Regions from separate parts of the Mus musculus genome. Here regions 1, 2, 3, 4 and 6 are each linked to region 5. The links are chromatin contacts, called in public Hi-C, HiChIP or PLAC-seq and promoter capture Hi-C maps. All regions are on one chromosome and are shown on one strand. Each heading gives the region's core, a stretch centred on a gene start, on an enhancer-like site or on the middle of the called end of the contact. The rest is flanking DNA. Distances are from core to core; before and after follow the strand shown. Region 1 overlaps Atf1 (activating transcription factor 1). Region 2 holds the start of Fignl2 (fidgetin-like 2). Region 3 has its middle 16 kb from the start of Gm41402. Region 4 overlaps Scn8a (sodium channel, voltage-gated, type VIII, alpha). Region 5 holds the start of Cela1 (chymotrypsin-like elastase family, member 1). Region 6 holds the start of Acvrl1 (activin A receptor, type II-like 1).

Region 1 (2,700 bases), core at 147-2,646, 440 kb after region 5:
GGGAGACCCACTGTGTATCAACTGCACTCCACTCAGAACAGGCCGCTCATGGATCTCTCTCTCTGACATTAAAGGCGTGCACACAACCTCCACATAACTTCCTTTTTTTGCTTGTTTTTGTATAGAAAGAGAGACCACAAACACACATAACATTGGGACATGGAGTTTAGTATCTGTTGACTGTTTGAGATGTTTACAATAATCAACCTGCACTTGGTGGTGCACACCCTTAATCCCAGAGGCAGAGACAGGCGGATCTGTGAAGTTCCATGCCAATCAGAGATACACAGTGAAACCCTGTTTCAAAAAACCAAAAATAAGTAGCACAGGTATCTATAGAGCCCCAAGCCATACCGTTAAGCCTTGGGGGTTGGGGAGTCCTTTTGTTTAGCGCTTATCATTATGATATTCTTGAGGCTAGCTACATTTTATGTCAGTCACACACTGAAGAGGAACAGACCGGAGCACCTCCGGAGGTGCAAGGCCCTTGGACAGCTATAAAGTGTCCTTCCTCGGCAGGAAAGATGGCTGTTCTCAAGGGTCTTTCACTCAAAGAACAAAGGGCCTTTCCAACTTCCAATACTATAGCCATCATGGAAGAGAAGCCACACTTCTCAGAGTTCAAGGCCAGGGTGGCTGGATGGCCCGGGTTGCCAAGCCTGACGACTGGAGTCTAAACCAGGAATCCACATGGTTAATGGAGAACCGTCAGCCTGCAGGTGTCCTCTGACAGTCACATGCATGCCATATCCCAGAATGCAGTGCTCATTCCATTCTCAATGTCAAACTATTAAACACTCAGAGTATAAACATCAGAACATAGAATATCTATGCGCTCGCTTCATACCAGGAATCAATAGATGGTAATGGTACAACATACTACTTCAGATTAACTCCTGTCCTACACTTGGGTGCTGTCATTCCCTGTGCTAGGTTCTCTTATTTCTTTCCCTTCTGTGGCACTGGGGATCAAACCCAGGGCCTTGGTACATACAGATAAATGCTCTACGTTGACATATGTCCCCAGTTCCCTATTTTGTTATCAAGCCACCAAATGAGTCGTTGTTATTGTTGTAAGAAGCCGACAGTAACAAGTAAACACTCATCTTTTGGGGAAGCACAGGGACACCAAACCCCAGGTCTTGCACATGCTAGGCAAGTCTTAGTAATGACATTAACCACTGGTATCCTAGTTAGGGTTTCGCTGTCGTGAAGACACCATGACCAAGGCAACTCTTGTAAGAACAACATTAAATTGGGGTTGGCTTTACAGGTACAGAAATTTAATCCATTATTATGGCTCTAGAGGGGCTAAGAGCCCTTGTTCCGAAGGTAGCTGGAAGACTGACTTCCAGGAAGCTAAGAGGAAGGTCTCAAAGCCCATCCCACAGTGACAGACTTCCTCCATCAAGGCCACACCTACACAAACAAGGCCACACATGCTAATAGTGTAGCTCCCAGGGCCATGCATATTCAAACCACAACTGGGGTACATTCCTAAGTACAGAATTCTAGGCTGAAAGGTAGATCTCAGTCCATTAATGTCTAATGGTACTGTTCAAAACATCTGTTGTTAGCTTAACAGTCATTCCTTTCTAAATACTTTCTCACTTTTGGAAGCTTTTTAAAATCTAACACTTATCTGGGCTGGGAGCACAGCTAGCTCAGCAACAGCCGCCTAGTGTGCTGGCCAGTGGACAAGATGTAGCTCATGTAGACGCATAGACGCACGCCTCCCATCCTCTCCTTCCTCCTATTTACCTTTGTGCTCATCCTGGGTAGTTTACTTGGATTCTCTGATTCCCCCATTCTTCAATCACATCTAAACTGTTGTAAAGGACCTACCTATCTTTCTAGGTTTGTTCATTTTCAAAGTCCTCCCAGTCTTCTGTTCCAGTGGTAGGGTCTCTGTATCTTTCCTGATTTAAACCAGACATAGAGTCCCTGCTAATTTCATGATCTGGGTTCTTTAGGGAGCTTATACTACATCTGTTGCTGTCTGCTAATACATTATTTCTTTTAGCTTTTTTAGCTTTCAGTTGAATTCTTTAGGGTTCCCCACACACAATTGTTGATTTGTTAAAACAAAAGGGTGATATCCTCTGAAGCACCGTGTGTTAATTACATCAGGTTCCATTGTAAACTTGTGCTTTGGAGCCCAGAGCAGGGAATGAAGGAACTGGGGAAGGCCCGTAGGCAGAGCGCTAGGATGCAGCCCCTTTGCTATGTTGTGTACTATGAGGGTCTCATCCTACAACACGCTCCCGATGAACATAGACTTTACACAGGCACAAAACCAATGGAGCCAAACCAGTCAAATGGAACCAAATCAATCTTTCCTATTTAAAATGGCATTAAAGATGGCAGTTATTGCAGCCTAGGGATGGCCCAGTGGTTAAGATCACTTTTGCAGAGGACCTGCGTTTGTTTTTCAGTGCCCTTGTCGGGCAACTCATAAGCACCAGCTCCAGGGCATGTAAGCCTCTTCCAGCCTCTGTGGGCACTGTACTCATGCACACACCCTAACACATGCACACAATCAAAACTATAGAAAACAAACCCTTTCAAAACTACACAAAGATAACAACACACCTGTCCACTGTTGATTCAATCAAAATTCCGAGTACCTAGCTCCATATCGTCTTTAACTGACAGACTTCTGCGGCTGGGGTTTTTGCTACTTTGTGCTGTTGGATTTTT
Region 2 (2,700 bases), core at 43-2,542, 370 kb before region 5:
GAGGTGGTATCTCACAGATTGGCTCTAGGATCCCCACACCACAAATAGTTTTGCTCCCTTTGAGTAAGGGTGTTTTGTGAAATGAGTCTGACCACAGCTCCCTCTTCATTTGGTGACTGGGGAGCTCAGAACAAAGTAGGGTTCATCTTTAACCCCTCGGGTGATAGAACCCGGGTCCCCGAGCATGAGATGAGGCAGGTACTTTACCAGCCCTGTGATGCACTTGACATGATCTGCATGCTCGTACTATCTCACATACCTCAGCACACCATCTGTTCATCCCAAATAATGTTTGTAAGGTGATAAGAGTCATTTTGGATGGAGCAGGTAGCAGGCAAACAAACAGCATTCGGTCAGGTTCTAGTTTTTTGTTTTAAATTATTTATTATTTATTTAATGTGTATGAGTACACTGTAGCTGTCTTCAGACACACTAGAAAAGGGCACCAGTCCCCATTACAGACAGTTGTGAACCACCATGTGGTTGCTGGGAATTGAACTCAGGACCTCTGGAAGAGCAGTCGGTGCTCTTACCCACTGAGCCATCTCTCCAGCTCCCAGGTTCTAGTTTCTTTAGGCCAGTGGTTCTCAATCTTCCTAATGCTGCAACCTTAAATATAGTTGCTCATGTTATGGTAATTCTCAACCACAAAATTATTTTTGTTGCTACTCCATAACTCTAATTTGGCTACTGTTACGAATCATAATATAAATTTGAGTGGGTTGGGGCGGGGAGGGGTATGACCTGAAGATTGAGCTTTAGCCAAAGGCCGGAAGAAATCAAACCGCAAGGAAATAAGGTTGCTGGGCTAGCCACTGTGGTTTCCAGGGCTGATGGGTACGCTCACATCCCAGGGCCTATGGTGGACCTTTGAATCTCAAGGGAACGCCAAGGTGGACAGAGTAGGATGTCAACCTGTTGGGCCTCATATCCAGCAGCTCTGGACAGGCTGCACTAATCTTTACAAACCTTGATACGCTGCAGTGGCTGGCCCATAGTGAGCGAACAGCAAGTGTCTGCTACGGGTGAGCCTCACATGGTCTGGCCCTTCCCTCGATCTGGTCCATGGAGGGGCATAGCCGGTGTGGTCAGGGTAACTTGCCGGGAGTGAAGGTTTACTATGGCATTTCTGCATTCCTCTTGGAGTACAGCAAACTATTTTAAAAAACTAACTCTAGGTCTAAAGGGTCTCGGGTAGCCTGTCATTGGCTAACCAAGCTGTCAGTGGGTCCCTAGAGCCACTGCAGGAGCTGACCAGCCGCTGTTCTTCTCGCCTGCAGCTCTGTTGAAGATGCACTGGACACCGGAACACGCCCAGCCCCTAAACCAGTGGCCAGAGCAGCACCTGGACGTCTCCTCCACCACTCCGTCGCCGGCTCACAAGTTGGAGTTGCCTCCAGGGGGTCGCCAGCGCTGCCACTACGCTTGGGCACACGACGACATTTCCGCCCTCACAGCCTCCAACCTCCTCAAGCGCTACGCCGAGAAGTACTCCGGAGTCCTGGACTACGAGCGCCCGGGCCTGGGCAGCTACGGTGACGCCGCCTTCCTCAACGGTGCCAAAGGGGACCCGGAGCCCTGGCCCGGGCCAGAGCCACCTTACCCTCTAGCCTCGCTCCACGAAGGCCTCCCGGGAGCCAAGGCGGCTGGCGCGGGTGGCTCCGCCGGCCTCGGGGGCTCCCCGGTAGTAGCTGGCAACCTGACTGAGCCGCTGTACACGGGCAACGCGTGCGGGGGACCGTCGGCGGCCACTGAGTACGCGGCGGGCTACGGAGGCGGGTACCTGGCGTCCGGCTACTGCGCGCAAACGAGCGCCGCGCTCGCCCCGCCGCCCCCGCCCGCGCTGCTGCAGCCAGCGCCGCCGCCCGGCTACGGCCCCTCGGCGCCGCTCTACAACTACCCGGCGGCCGGCTACGCGGCGCAGCCCGGCTACGGGGCGCTCCCGCCGCCCGCCGCGCCGCCCGCGCCCTACTTGCCCTCCGGGCTGGCGGCGCCCACGCCCCTGCCCGCGCCCGCGCCACCCCGGCCCGCGCCCTACGGCTTCCCCGCGGCCGCCGAGGGCGTGTCGCTGAAGCGCAAGGCGGTGGACGAGGGCGCGGAAGCCCGCTACCGCAAGTACGCTTACGAGCCGGCCAAGGCCCCCGCGGCCGACGGCGCCTCCTACCCCGCCGCGGACGACACCGAGTGTCGGGGCAACGGGTTCCGTTCGAAGCCACCCGGGGCGACGGAGGATGGGACCGGCAAGTACGGCGGCGGCGGCCCTCTCAAGGTCCTGGGCTCCCCCGCCTACGCGCCGCAGCTCGAGCCCTTTGACAAGTTCCCGGAGCGGGTCCCGGCCGCCCACGGAGGCTTCGCGGAGCCGTCGGGGGAGCCCGCCAAGGGCGTGGACCCGGGGGCGCTGGAGCTGGTGAGCAGCAAGATGGTAGACTGCGGGCCCCCAGTGCAGTGGGCGGATGTGGCGGGCCAGGGCGCGCTCAAGGCGGCCCTAGAGGAGGAGCTGCTTTGGCCCTTGCTGAGGCCGCCCGCCTGTCCCGGCAGCGCGCTCCCGCCGCGGACCGTGCTGTTCTTCGGGCCCCGCGGCTGCGGTAAGGCGCTGCTGGGGCGCTGCCTCGCCACCCGACTAGGTGCCACGCTGCTGCGCCTGCGCGGAGCCGGCCTGGCGGCCTCGGGCGCCGTCGAGGGCGCGCGCCTCCTGCAGGC
Region 3 (2,700 bases), core at 116-2,615, 400 kb before region 5:
AAGGCTCGTGTGTTGACGGCCTGGACCTAGCTGGTGGCAGTTCTGAGAGGTGACTGAATCATGGAACCCTGACCATAGCTGAAGAGGTTTTACAAAGTAGAGGAGACAGGCCACTGGGGATATGCCCTGGCCCTGGCCTCCTCCTGACTCTCACTGCCTGTGAAGTAAAGCTTCAGCACACACAGTCGTGCTTTTCCTCACTGTAACTCACCTAGAAACGACCCAGCCGAGTTACCATAGCTGAGTTACCACGGAGGCTCTGAAATTAGGAACCCAAATGAATCTTTCTTCCTCTCAATCATTTGTCTCTGAGATTTTGTCATGATGATAAAAATTGGCTAACACAGTGACCCTCAGAGGAACCACCCAGAGACGGTGTCAGAGCACAAAGATAGACCTGGGAACCCGGATGCTCCAGGCTTCTGGGACACGCCGTCTCACCAACTCTCAGCTTTACATTCCAGCACATGTTTTTCTTTATTTGTTCTAAGACAAGGTCTTATTCTACAGCCAAAGCTAGCTTGGAACTCCTTTGTAGCCTAGCCTGTCAGCAAACTTGTGGCAATCCTCCTGCAACAGCCCTCTGTGTCCTGTGGTGTGGGCAACCACACCTGGTTTCCTTTTTAGCACTTTAAAAATTGTTGTATATCTTACATTCAGTGGCATCTTAATATGTCATCTAGACGACCCCATGAGTCAGCGACCCTTCCTGTATGTGTGAACTTGGTAGCTGTGCTGGCTAGTCTTCTGTCAACTTGACACAAGCTGGAATTATCAGAGAGAAGGGAATGCCAATTGAGAATACGTCTCCATAGGGTCCAAATGTGGGGCTTTTTCTTAATTAGTGATTTAGGTGGAAGGTCCCAGCCTTTTCCTTGGGTTCTGGGTTCTACAAACAAATGAATAAATACATAAATAAAATAAAATAAAAAGAAAGCAGGCTGAGCAAGCCATTACAAGCAACCCATAAGCAGCATCGCTCCATGGCCTCTGCATCGGCTCCTGCCTCCATGTTCCTGCCCTCTTTGTGTTCCTGTCCTGCCCTCCTTTGGTGATGAATAGTGCTGTAGAAATATAAGCCAAGAACCCCTAGCCTTTCCAGCTTGCTTTTTGGTTATGGTGGTTTGTTGCAGCAATAAAACCCCTCAGACTTTCCTGGCGTTCCTGATGTCTCAAAGGACAGTTACTAACTGTGATGTCTTAGTCCTGACTCAGCATCAACCTTTTGAATGGGGCCAGGATTTCCATCATGAGGAAACAGTTCTGTAGAAACTGTGAGAACCTCGGGCACCCAGCCAGTGCCAACAGGGAACTGAGGTCTGCCACCAGCCACAGGAATGACCTTGGAGATTCTCCAGCACCGGGCAGGACAACTTGTGTACAGTTTCACAAGAGGCCATGATGAGCCAGAACCAGGCAGTTAAGACTCCTGTGCTCCTGCCCCTTAGAGAATAAAATGTTTGCTGTCAAAACTGTTAAGTTTGGGACAACTTTTTACCCAGCAATGGGCAGTTTATATTGTACAGTGCACTTCGGAGATGTCCGATCACAAATTTCATCCGTCTTCTCGAGGGTTCAGGGGATCTGCACAAAAGTCGGGCGCCAGCAGTACAGAGTTTAAAAATGATTCCAGGAACCAGACTCCGAACATGAGAAAGCTTTTTCCTCTTACTTAATTCTTTTTGGTTTGGGGAGACGAAGCTCAGAACAACACTCACTAAGCACAAGAGAGAACGGCTCCTTCCTGAATGGGATACAGTTTTAAGAGAACTTTCATTTTATCCACATCCTCCGTGTTATAGGCGAGCTAAAGTGACTGATGTCAGAGATGTATTTGCAAGCCTGACCTGGTGGCACGGGACTGCAATCCCTGCTGTGTGGGGCACTGGAGCAGGACAGTCACAAGTTCGTCCTGGACTAGTGTGAGCTCAGGGTCTGCACAGCACAGTAACGCCCTGCCTCAAAGAGGGGAAAAAAAAGAGGCAGGAGGCTGGAGGGATGGTTCAGTTCTTATGAGGCACTGGGTTTGAAGCCCAGCATCTCCATGGTGGCTCATAGCTGTCTGAAATCCCAATCCCAAGGGATTAGAGGACCCTCTTCTGGCCTGCCCAGGCACATTGTGAATGTGGTATACAGAGTATAATAAGGCAAAACACCTAGATGCGCGTGCACACACACACACAAGGGCAGCTGAACTGGCTCAGTGGGTAAAGGTGATTGCTGCTAAGTCTGGTAACTTGAGTTGGACTCCCAGGGCTTACTCTGCAGGGAAGAACAGACTCTCAAAATTTACCCTCTGAACTATGCCATGAACGTGTACCCACTCAAACAAATAAATAAATAAATAAATAAATAAATAAATAAATAAATAATGTTTTACAAAGTGAGGAGCCTGTTTTCAAATGCACTTATGGATGGAGCTGAAGTGGGCTGGGCTGGAGAGAAGGCTCACTGGCAAGGCAGCTCACAGGGTCCAGCAATGGGTGTTTGCATTTATTTTTAAAAGTCTTTTCAATAAGCAATATGGAATCCTAGTCAGTTTAATTGGCTTTCCTTTCCAATAAATATAAAGTAGTCATGCAGGGCTGGGGAGATGGTTCAGCAGTTCAGAGCACTGACTGCTCTTCCAGAGGTCCTGAGTTCAATTCCCAGCAACTACACGGAGGCTCACAACCATCTGTAACAGGATCTGACGCCCTC
Region 4 (2,700 bases), core at 18-2,517, 320 kb before region 5:
CAGCCGGGAACTGCTCTGGCTGACTGTGAGGGGAGGAGCTTACAGCCCGGTCCAAGACACGCCCTCCTTCCCAGGCTCCCTCCCTAGAGCCACGCAGGTCCGTCCCCAGAACTGTGGGACTCTCAGCACGGAACAGACACTGAATAAAGGGTCTCTCTGATTATGTAGGAAGCCAAAATAAAAAGAATGATTAGATAGCTAAGGCAGAGAGCTGCTTAGCTTGTGGCCACTCCAACCTCCGTGTGTTGATCGCTCGGACTGCAAGACCCTCCTCAAGTTACAGGAAATGAAACAGTTCCTCATCTAGTGAAGATGTTCTTCAAGAACCTGAACTTGCTCTCTTGTTCCTTCTCTTGGTCTCTTGGCTTCTTGCTCCCTCTCTGTCCCCTTGCTCCTTCCCCATTCCCCGCCCCCCCCCCCCCCATGCTCATGGCCAGCCTCTATTCTTCTACTTCTCTACTCTCTCTCTGCCTTTATTTGCCTTTATTACCCTCTTAACTCCCCTCCCTATGATAAACTCTCTCTCTCTCTCTCTCTATATATATATATATAGAGAGAGAGAGAGATATATATCACAGGTTCACAGGACTTCAACCCCAGTGACACCAATAAAATAAAAATGAAATCCTCCCCAAAGCTGGGCACGCCTATAAACCGAACATACAGGAGACTAATTATTAATTTGAGGCCAGCCTGGGCTAAATGACTGCACTAGTTTGGATTGCATAATAAGCCCTGATTTCTATAAAAGCAAACCCCACCATCAATCAAGTAAGCAAACAAATAAAAACAAAATACACAAAAATTTCCAATGCTTCCTCTAGAAGGGGGTGTCAACCGGCTTGCTTCCCCTTCTCCAGCCAGCTGGTGTGGCCCATGGCAATGACTTTATTTTAGGGAGGGGTGGTTTGGTTGGGTATCAGACTGGCTCCCTGGTTGCTAAGAAAATGGTTGCCTTGGTTTTCAGACTGAAGGGCCCCAGTGAGAGCCACGTGGGAGTCTGCGTGGGAAAAGAAGTCTGTGAAGAGAATTTGCCTCAGCCTCCTTCCCGCAGAACTCCCCCCTTTCCCAAGGTAAATTTAGTTTTCATCCCTGAAAAAGAAAAACGAAAAGGTTCTCTGATTTCCATAAATTCTTACAGTGCATATTTGGAAATTCGGTTCCGTTCCTTTTTTATCTCCTCCCTTCTCGCAATGTCTGCAGCTTAGTGGTTCTGCTGGGGAAGGTGAAGCCCTGACTGTTCACATCTGAGAGATGACATGACTGCCGCACCTTACGTACGCTGCACTTGTCTCCATGTCTTAGCAGACAGTAAAGGGGTTCTCTACCTTTGGGCCACCTAGAGGATCCCTACAGGCTGTTTCCGGTCCCTAGCTACATCGGTGAGCTGAGGAAAGCCCCAGTGGGTCAGTGCCATAGAGAGCACAGTGAGGGTGGGAGGTGAAGGTCCTTGTCTCAGTGGGTCCTTGTCTCAGTGGATACTTGGTTTCATGGATCCTTGGCTCAATGAAGGCTTGTTAGTTTCTTTGTATCAGTTTTTTTGGAGATGGGGATCTCATTATGTTATCTCATGGGTACATTGGATCTTCCCGCCTCAGATTCCCTAGTGACAGGAACAGCAGATATACATTGTATCTGATGTTTTTACGGGTTCTCTGCTGTTACCGGCCAGCCCCACAGGCCTCCGTGGCAAAGTGTTCCAGGAATGAGCTGAGATAAGGGGGTGAGTGTCTGGAGTTTGTGGTCTTTCTCCTGCCTTTCTTCTGGGCATTTTTGAAGGGTTGCCCTATGAGTCAGTCCCAGGAATACTGGAGACTGTTTCCAACGTGCACCCTCAGTCCACCACGACAGTGACTTTGAGGGACCAAAAGGTTTATGGCAAGAGTTTTCCTCAACTCAAAAACTTCCAGCAGTTTTTGGCTGCGCAGGAAAGAGTGCCCACTGCCTGGGCAGTTTTCAGCAGCAGGGACTAGATGGCTGCTCGAGGGGCAGCAATGGCCATGACCATTCCTCCCCAGGGAATCAGAACTGTCACACTGCAGCACTAAAAGCACTGCCTCCTCCAAGCTCTCTTCCTCAGTGTTCTTCACTGCTCTGAGGAACAGTGAGGCTGCACTCGCAGGCCTACATCCGACCCAGTGCTGACACATCCCAGAGCTCATGGCTCTGCTAGCTGGGGATTTGTCAGTTTACAGGACACTGCTGAGTGAGTTTTATACAGGATCAGGTAGGGAGGGGCAGAGAGGCTTTTCTTCTTAAGAACCAATTCTAGAATTCTCCACTACGGTACCTAAACCTTTAGGTAGGCAAGAGCCTGTTTCTTGGCTTCAAAAGCAATTATTTAAATCTTTGGATTAAAATGACATCAGACCTTTCCAATTGCAAGTCTTGGAAGCAGGATAATTATTCATTTAATGCTCTTAATGTAGCAAGCAGTAACTAGAGCCAGGGGCTGTGGTTAAAACCAGTGGCTCTTTGTTAATGTCTTTAATCTGCTCACATTACTCAGTTGCAGCCATTCACTGCTCTTTGCTTATAGCAGTCCCAGCTCCTCAGCTTCAATTAAAGGAGACAAGACAAAGTACAGGACTGGAGGGTGTGGTGATAGGACAGGCACAGGCTATGGGAACAGTCGAACCTACCAACAGAGAAGTGCTGGAATAGCTTTCTTCCTTAGGAAACATAATTACAGCTACAGCC
Region 5 (2,700 bases), core at 109-2,608:
GAGGAGGACGAGGAGGATGAGGATGAGGAGGCCTGGTTTCCCCAGCCAGCTCATCCCTCTCCCTGAGATCACCTCTGTTTCTGGATGCTTGAAGGTGAGCTGCAGATGGAGCCACTCAAGTTACCTGGGCATTGACTCTCCTGAAGGCTCAGGGGACAGATTTCCTATAAGCCTTTTCCCCAGCCTCTCCCAACCCTGCAGCCCCAAAACCTGGACTCCGGTTCAAAGGTAACTAGGGTCCCGGGGAAGCCTGGCAGCTTCTGAGCTACTGTTCCCACAGTCCTCTGCTCTGAGGCCGGCCATCTTGTGCCCCGCTCATGGCCCTCTATACTCTCTGGGGCATACCACCCTCTGACCTCCTTCTTCTGCTGGTCCTTCCCCTGCTGTGCTCTCAGCCCTCCTGCTCACATGCTCTTGCCCTGAGAGTAGCTTCCCTCTGGAACCTTTCCAGACCTGTTTCCTCTTCATAGCATCATCTTCGCTCTGTTCCTGGGTTTCAGCCTACATCTCTGTGCTGTGGACAAACCCATCTCCCTCTTTGGACATAGAGAAGGTGCCATGCCTCACCTGCTCCCCAAACCCCAATCCCTACGTGCACAGGACAGGTCTCTGTATGTATAGTGCCACAGTGGACAGTGGGACAGTGGTGGGTGATGGGAGAGATTCGGACAACACGGGGCACATATGACCAAAAAAAGCAATCCTCATTCTTCATCTTGAATTAAAAAAAAAAAAAAAAGATTTATTTATTTTATGTAAGTACACTGTAGCTGACTTCAGATGCACCAGAAGAGGGCATCAGATCCCATTACAGATGGTTGTGAGCCACCATGTGGTTGCTGGGAATTGAACTCAGGACCTCTGGAAGAGCAAGCAGTCAGTGCTCTTAACCTCTGAGCCATCTCTCCAGTCCCATTTTGAATTTTTTATTATTGTGTTTACCTATCTATGTGTTTGTGGTGTGTCCATGTGTGCATGAGGGCATGCGTGTGGCAAGCAGGGGACAACTCGCAGGAATCCATCCACTCTTCCACCATGTGAGTTGCGAGGATTGAACGTAGGTGGTCAGCTTGGTGGCAAACGGCTTCACCCTCTCAGCCATCTCGAAAGCCCGCTAAGGATTTGCAGGCTGCGTCTCAACTGAGGTCAACTCAGTTGACTTGGGTTAAGTGGATGCCGTCCTTGTTCTGTCTTTGAATATCAGATAAATGAGTTGACTTAAAATTTTGTTCATTTGTACTTTCATGTCACCTGCGCTTTTCCCTGCCTTCTACCCATGGCCCTGCCCAGCTGGCAGGAGGAAGGTCAGCAAAGCTGCTGATAAGAGGCGTATAAAGAGGGCTCGGTTCATGGCAAGGGGACAGTGGTCTACTCTCTCCACAACATGTTGCGCTTCCTGGTGTTTGCTTCCCTGGTCCTGTGTGGTAAGTGGATCATTTGGCCCAAGTTCTGAGGGAGGTGGACTTGAGCAGGGAGGATCATAAAGTCTCTACGCCCTGGCTGGCTTTCTATCTCAGAGGAAGGCAGAAAGCTGTGTCTGTCAGCCTAGCAAAAGCCTTACTCTCCTTGAGCAAAGGACAGGCGCTGAGGCGCACTGCCTGGCCTTGCAGGAGGTTGAGTCAAGAGGCAGAGAAGGAGCCCCTTGGGAGTTCCCCACCAGCCCTCTTGGCTGCAAGATGCCCAGACACTGCTTGATTGGATGCACACTGCTCCTGGAGAATCCTCCTGAAGCCCGGGAGGGGTTTCCTTCAGCTGAGCGGTGGCCTTGAGTGGGGGTGAGCCTAGGCACCAGTGGACCCTAGCTTAGTGGTTTGGGCAGGACTTTCATGGCAAGGGAAAATGACACCCCAGACACTTCAGACACCCCAGAGGAAAAGAAAGCACTCTGAGGCACTGTTTTCAAAAGAAGCAAAAGGGGCACAGATGACTCAGAACTGGCCCCTCAGTGTTTTGGGGGAGAGCAGTAAATCTGCAGACAAAGCTAACAGTCTTCACAGTGTAGCTGCCTCGCCCCACCCCCCACCCGGCCAGACCCACGCTTAGTCATCACTCGCTCTCTGCCCCACAAAGGACACAGTACCGAGGACGTTCCGGAAACTGACGCCCGCGTGGTTGGAGGGGCTGAAGCCCGGAGGAACTCTTGGCCGTCTCAGGTGGGTGTTGCTCTAGCCCAGGCTTTTACCCAAACAAAAGATGCTGTGCATCACACACCCCCAAAAATGTATTTTAGGTGTATATGTGTTTTTACCAGCAGGCAGCTCACTTGCTGTCTAATTCTAGATTTTAACCATGTGTGGAACAAGACTGAGGTGGGAGTCTAAATACAAAATGATTGGGGGCGGGGGATGAATTTATATACCAGTCTTGTGGTCATAGACTCTCAAACGTGTGTGTGTGTGTGTGTGTGTGTGTGAGAGAGAGAGAGAGAGAGAGAGAGAGAGAGAGAGAGAGAGAGAGAGACAGAGAGAGAGAGATAGAGAGAGAGAGAGACACACACAGAGAGAGACACAGAGACACAGAGACACAGACAAAGTGCCAGACTGCCACAGCACAGAAGGTTGCTAACCTTCCACCATGTTTGTGGCGTGGCCTTTCATGTTTCTGCCGCTCCGCTGTATGCTGCATACCATGCTGGTGCCAACCCCTCACCCGCCTCACTGAACTCCCCAAGCTTCTGGGTCACTCTCCGGTCTGCACCTC
Region 6 (2,700 bases), core at 37-2,536, 440 kb before region 5:
CTGTGTGAGCAAAACCACCCACAACAAAGAAGGATAATTGTGAAGACAGGTGGGGGGCCAGCTAGAGTGGTGAGGATCCAGAGAGGAAAGACCCTAGACAGACCCCCTAGACAGACTGACCCTGGAGGGTCAGAGAGGGGGCCGAACTCATCCAGAAGTTGCTCGTGAGCAGGGGAATGTGTCCTTCAAAGGAAGACCTAAGAAAGCAGAGCTGTTCTCTGCAGGGCTGACTGACTGCCTGGATCTCAGCCTGGGGGAGGGCCAGGAGTCCCTAAAGGGGAATGTCAAGGACACCCACGGCAGGGGAATTCTGTGACCCTATAGAGATAAGGATTGGGGTGCCAGGTTAAGTGGTCTCTATGAGGAGGTTCCGCAAGGGAAGTCGCTCCTATGTCAACAGAGCACCCTGGAGCTCAGGAGGGAAGAATCTTTCAGTCCCGTTTTACCTTTATAGATAAGGGTAGAAGAGTTAATCTCGGCAGGGAAGAGAAGCTAAAGGCCTCAGGATACCTAGCAAAAAAAGTTTTTTGATTCCCCATCCGTGCTCGACCCGCCCCCTTCCACGCTCAGGTCGGGGTAGCAGGGAGGTGTGTGTCCACAACCAGGGGACTGCTGACTGTCTTGCCCGGCTAAAACTGACCCTGCCACGCGCCGTCTGAGAGGTCTTTGAGATCCACATAAAGAAGGGTCCCCCTGAGACCAGGGACAGGTCTCCCTGCCCGGCCCAGCGGCACTCCGACTCACCTTTGGACAGGGCGACTCGACCCCCGCCTCTCCTTGCCGGAGGCGGCCGGGGTCTCACGTCCAGAGCCGGCCTGTGGGGCCGGGAAAGGTCTCGATCTGCGCGGCTGGCGCGGCGGCCTCCGGGGACTGGGAAGGGGCTGGAGCAAAATGTTTCTTATTCTAGCTTCTTCCTGCCTGGCCCGGCTCCACCACTCCCTCCTAATAACTCGTTTCCTATTGCCCAGTACGCCTCCCAGCAGCAGGGCTCGGCTCTAGAGGGCTGCAGACCGAGTGCGACCACCCCAGCCCCTCCCTGCCACGAAGGGACAGGCTTCGAACCCAGGCATTGGGGTCCCGTGCGTCCTGGGTAGGAACGTAGGGACTGAGCTAGCTGCGGAAGCGTCGCTCTAGGCCAGGAGAGGGTAGCCTGCACCCAGAGGCAGAAATCTAGATTCGTGAGGGCTTCAGGGAGGGACCCGCGTGAGGTAGCAGCCAACTTACCTGTGCTCACTCCTAAGGAACAGCGCTAAGAAAGCTGAGTTTGGGCTGGGAGTGTCTGCTCCAGAGTTGGCTCCGCCCTTTGGATTCTCCAGTTGGCTTAAATCTTTTTGCCTCCAAATTCCAGCCCTTCACCCTTAATACTTTTGTTCCCTTCCGTTGTCCACAGTGCTGGCCATCAACGCTCAGCCTCGGGCTAAAGAAACCTAGATAGGTCCGTTCTGAGTCAGTCTGGTCTGTGCACCTCAAGGCTTGACAGTTAGTTGTTCCTCTCCCTCAGGTCAGGGGTGGCCAGAATAGAGGGAAAGGCCACCTTGTCTTTTCTGTTCAGCCGTGTCCTTTTTGTCTAGCCGGGCTGGGACCCCAACCACGGGATGGGGGCGGGGCACAACTACCAGATGGGGAGCTTTAGAATTTGGGGCATGGAACCTTGTGAGGCTGGGACCTGCGGCTGGGGAGTTGGGCAGAGGGCTCGGGATGGGGAAGACAGGACACTCTTCCTCTTCCTGATCGGCAGTACAGGCTGGGACTGGGTGAAAATCTATGCTTTCCTGGGCAGGACTTGAGTTTTACTCTTAGCCTTGTGAATATCCTTGTGGGGGACCTTGAAGTAGTTCCACCAGCTGGGAATCCAGGCTAGTTGCTGTGACCCCACTAACACCTCCAGGGGCTTCAACCCCCCCCCCCCCCCCCCGCTACTAATGAGCATAGTGTTCCATCTTTCAAACGGTAAAAGATGGTGCCTATCTAAGTTCCTCAAGGAAGGAGTTTGTCGGCTAATATTTGAGAAGGCTAGGGAAGGGGTGGCCCTAGCCCAGTGGGAGAACACAGAAGCAATCTCTAAGGTGTCATGCCTGTCATGTAGATTTTGCAAGATGGGACAGAGGTGCCCTATCCTTTGGCAAGGATAGAGGCTGGGGGAGAGAAAGGCGGGAGGCTCCCACTGGTCTTACTTCCTCTGCTGAGCTCCACATGCTAGCAGCTTCTTGAATTGTGAGCCCCATGACCTTCCAGAGCCCCGGCTCAACCAAATTTCAGGGTCAGGACAGACCATGTCTTGCAGTACTATGGATTACAGTATCTGCTTTTCCAGATTGTGGTGGTCGCTTTGTTACACTCTATAGAACAGGGAGCTTGGATACATGACCATCTTCACACCCACTCTTCCTCCCACATGCCATGGCTTCCGGTAAGCCTTTCATTCTCCAGCCGGCGGCTCTCTGTCTTGAGTGGGACAGGACCCATGGGACCTCTGCAGCCCAAGTCTAAGGTCCGCCTCCTTGGGAAGGGGCAGATAGGGGACCATGGGTAAGGTCAGGAGCTGGGAAGTGGCTGAGGGGGTCAGTGGGGACTGAAGAGTTTCTGTGGGCAGGCCTGTGAAGTAAGACGGAGAGAAGTCAATTTAGGAGGTTGAAGAGAAGCTGTGGACAGGGGTGGCATCTTTCCCCTCTTCTTAGCGTTCCCGACACTGGCTGGTGC

Evidence for each region. Promoter capture Hi-C pulls out the DNA fragments that hold promoters and counts their contacts. A called contact is a pair of places that touch in the nucleus more often than the background predicts. HiChIP or PLAC-seq counts read pairs in DNA pulled down with a chosen protein or histone mark.
Region 1: a contact with region 5 is called in an H3K27ac HiChIP or PLAC-seq map of embryonic stem cells, with 7 times the contacts expected there. The contact joins the enhancer-like site here to the promoter of Cela1 in region 5. A contact is called at or near these places in 5 of 39 promoter capture datasets (3T3-L1-derived adipocytes, frontonasal cranial neural crest, hippocampal neurons and 2 more), 1 of 484 Hi-C or Micro-C datasets (embryonic stem cells) and 1 of 115 datasets of contacts at active chromatin or transcription factors (embryonic stem cells).
Region 2: a contact with region 5 is called in a promoter capture Hi-C map of hippocampal neurons, with 4 times the contacts expected there. The contact joins the promoter of Fignl2 here to the promoter of Cela1 in region 5. A contact is called at or near these places in 9 of 39 promoter capture datasets (the 3T3-L1 cell line, 3T3-L1-derived adipocytes, the C10 cell line and 5 more), 1 of 115 datasets of contacts at active chromatin or transcription factors (bone marrow-derived macrophages) and 3 of 9 other capture datasets (adipose tissue, embryonic stem cells and pancreatic islet).
Region 3: a Hi-C map of liver shows a contact between it and region 5, with 2.3 times the contacts expected there. The contact joins the enhancer-like site here to the promoter of Cela1 in region 5. A contact is called at or near these places in 6 of 39 promoter capture datasets (the 3T3-L1 cell line, the C10 cell line, embryonic stem cells and 2 more), 1 of 484 Hi-C or Micro-C datasets (liver) and 1 of 115 datasets of contacts at active chromatin or transcription factors (embryonic stem cells).
Region 4: a contact with region 5 is called in a promoter capture Hi-C map of hippocampal neurons, with 3 times the contacts expected there. The contact joins the enhancer-like site here to the promoter of Cela1 in region 5. A contact is called at or near these places in 9 of 39 promoter capture datasets (the 3T3-L1 cell line, the C10 cell line, the HPC-7 cell line and 4 more), 1 of 115 datasets of contacts at active chromatin or transcription factors (microglia) and 1 of 9 other capture datasets (adipose tissue).
Region 6: a promoter capture Hi-C map of liver shows a contact between it and region 5, with 2.0 times the contacts expected there. The contact joins the promoter of Acvrl1 here to the promoter of Cela1 in region 5. A contact is called at or near these places in 6 of 39 promoter capture datasets (the 3T3-L1 cell line, the C10 cell line, hippocampal neurons and 1 more), 1 of 484 Hi-C or Micro-C datasets (liver) and 1 of 115 datasets of contacts at active chromatin or transcription factors (bone marrow-derived macrophages).

Annotation. Positions count from the first base shown.
Region 1 is chr15:100,247,592-100,250,291 of GRCm38.p6, reverse strand. The region is part of intron 3 of Atf1 (activating transcription factor 1); the gene reads right to left. Among named protein-coding and RNA genes, the nearest start is that of Atf1, 21 kb to the right of the region's middle. Within about 2 kb of position 1,396, at least 25 of the 459 cell types and tissues checked have an H3K27ac peak or open chromatin away from gene starts, as enhancers often do. A contact at or near this core is called in embryonic stem cells, where this site is marked.
Region 2 is chr15:101,052,991-101,055,690 of GRCm38.p6, reverse strand. Fignl2 (fidgetin-like 2) reads left to right here and starts at 1,292. Exons shown (of 1, transcript NM_001214911.2): 1 at 1,292-2,700. The coding sequence starts at 1,292.
Region 3 is chr15:101,085,751-101,088,450 of GRCm38.p6, reverse strand. No RefSeq gene overlaps it. Among named protein-coding and RNA genes, the nearest start is that of Gm41402, 16 kb to the left of the region's middle. Within about 2 kb of position 1,365, at least 39 of the 459 cell types and tissues checked have an H3K27ac peak or open chromatin away from gene starts, as enhancers often do. A contact at or near this core is called in liver, where this site is marked.
Region 4 is chr15:101,004,223-101,006,922 of GRCm38.p6, reverse strand. The region is part of intron 12 of Scn8a (sodium channel, voltage-gated, type VIII, alpha); the gene reads right to left. Among named protein-coding and RNA genes, the nearest start is that of Fignl2, 49 kb to the left of the region's middle. Within about 2 kb of position 1,267, at least 116 of the 459 cell types and tissues checked have an H3K27ac peak or open chromatin away from gene starts, as enhancers often do. A contact at or near this core is called in hippocampal neurons, where this site is marked.
Region 5 is chr15:100,686,578-100,689,277 of GRCm38.p6, reverse strand. It overlaps Cela1 (chymotrypsin-like elastase family, member 1), which reads left to right and starts at 1,358. Exons shown (of 8, transcript NM_033612.2): 1 at 1,358-1,424; 2 at 2,071-2,153. The coding sequence starts at 1,385.
Region 6 is chr15:101,127,108-101,129,807 of GRCm38.p6, reverse strand. It overlaps Acvrl1 (activin A receptor, type II-like 1), which reads right to left and starts at 1,286. Exons shown (of 11, transcript NM_001277257.1): 1 at 1,225-1,286; 2 at 745-881.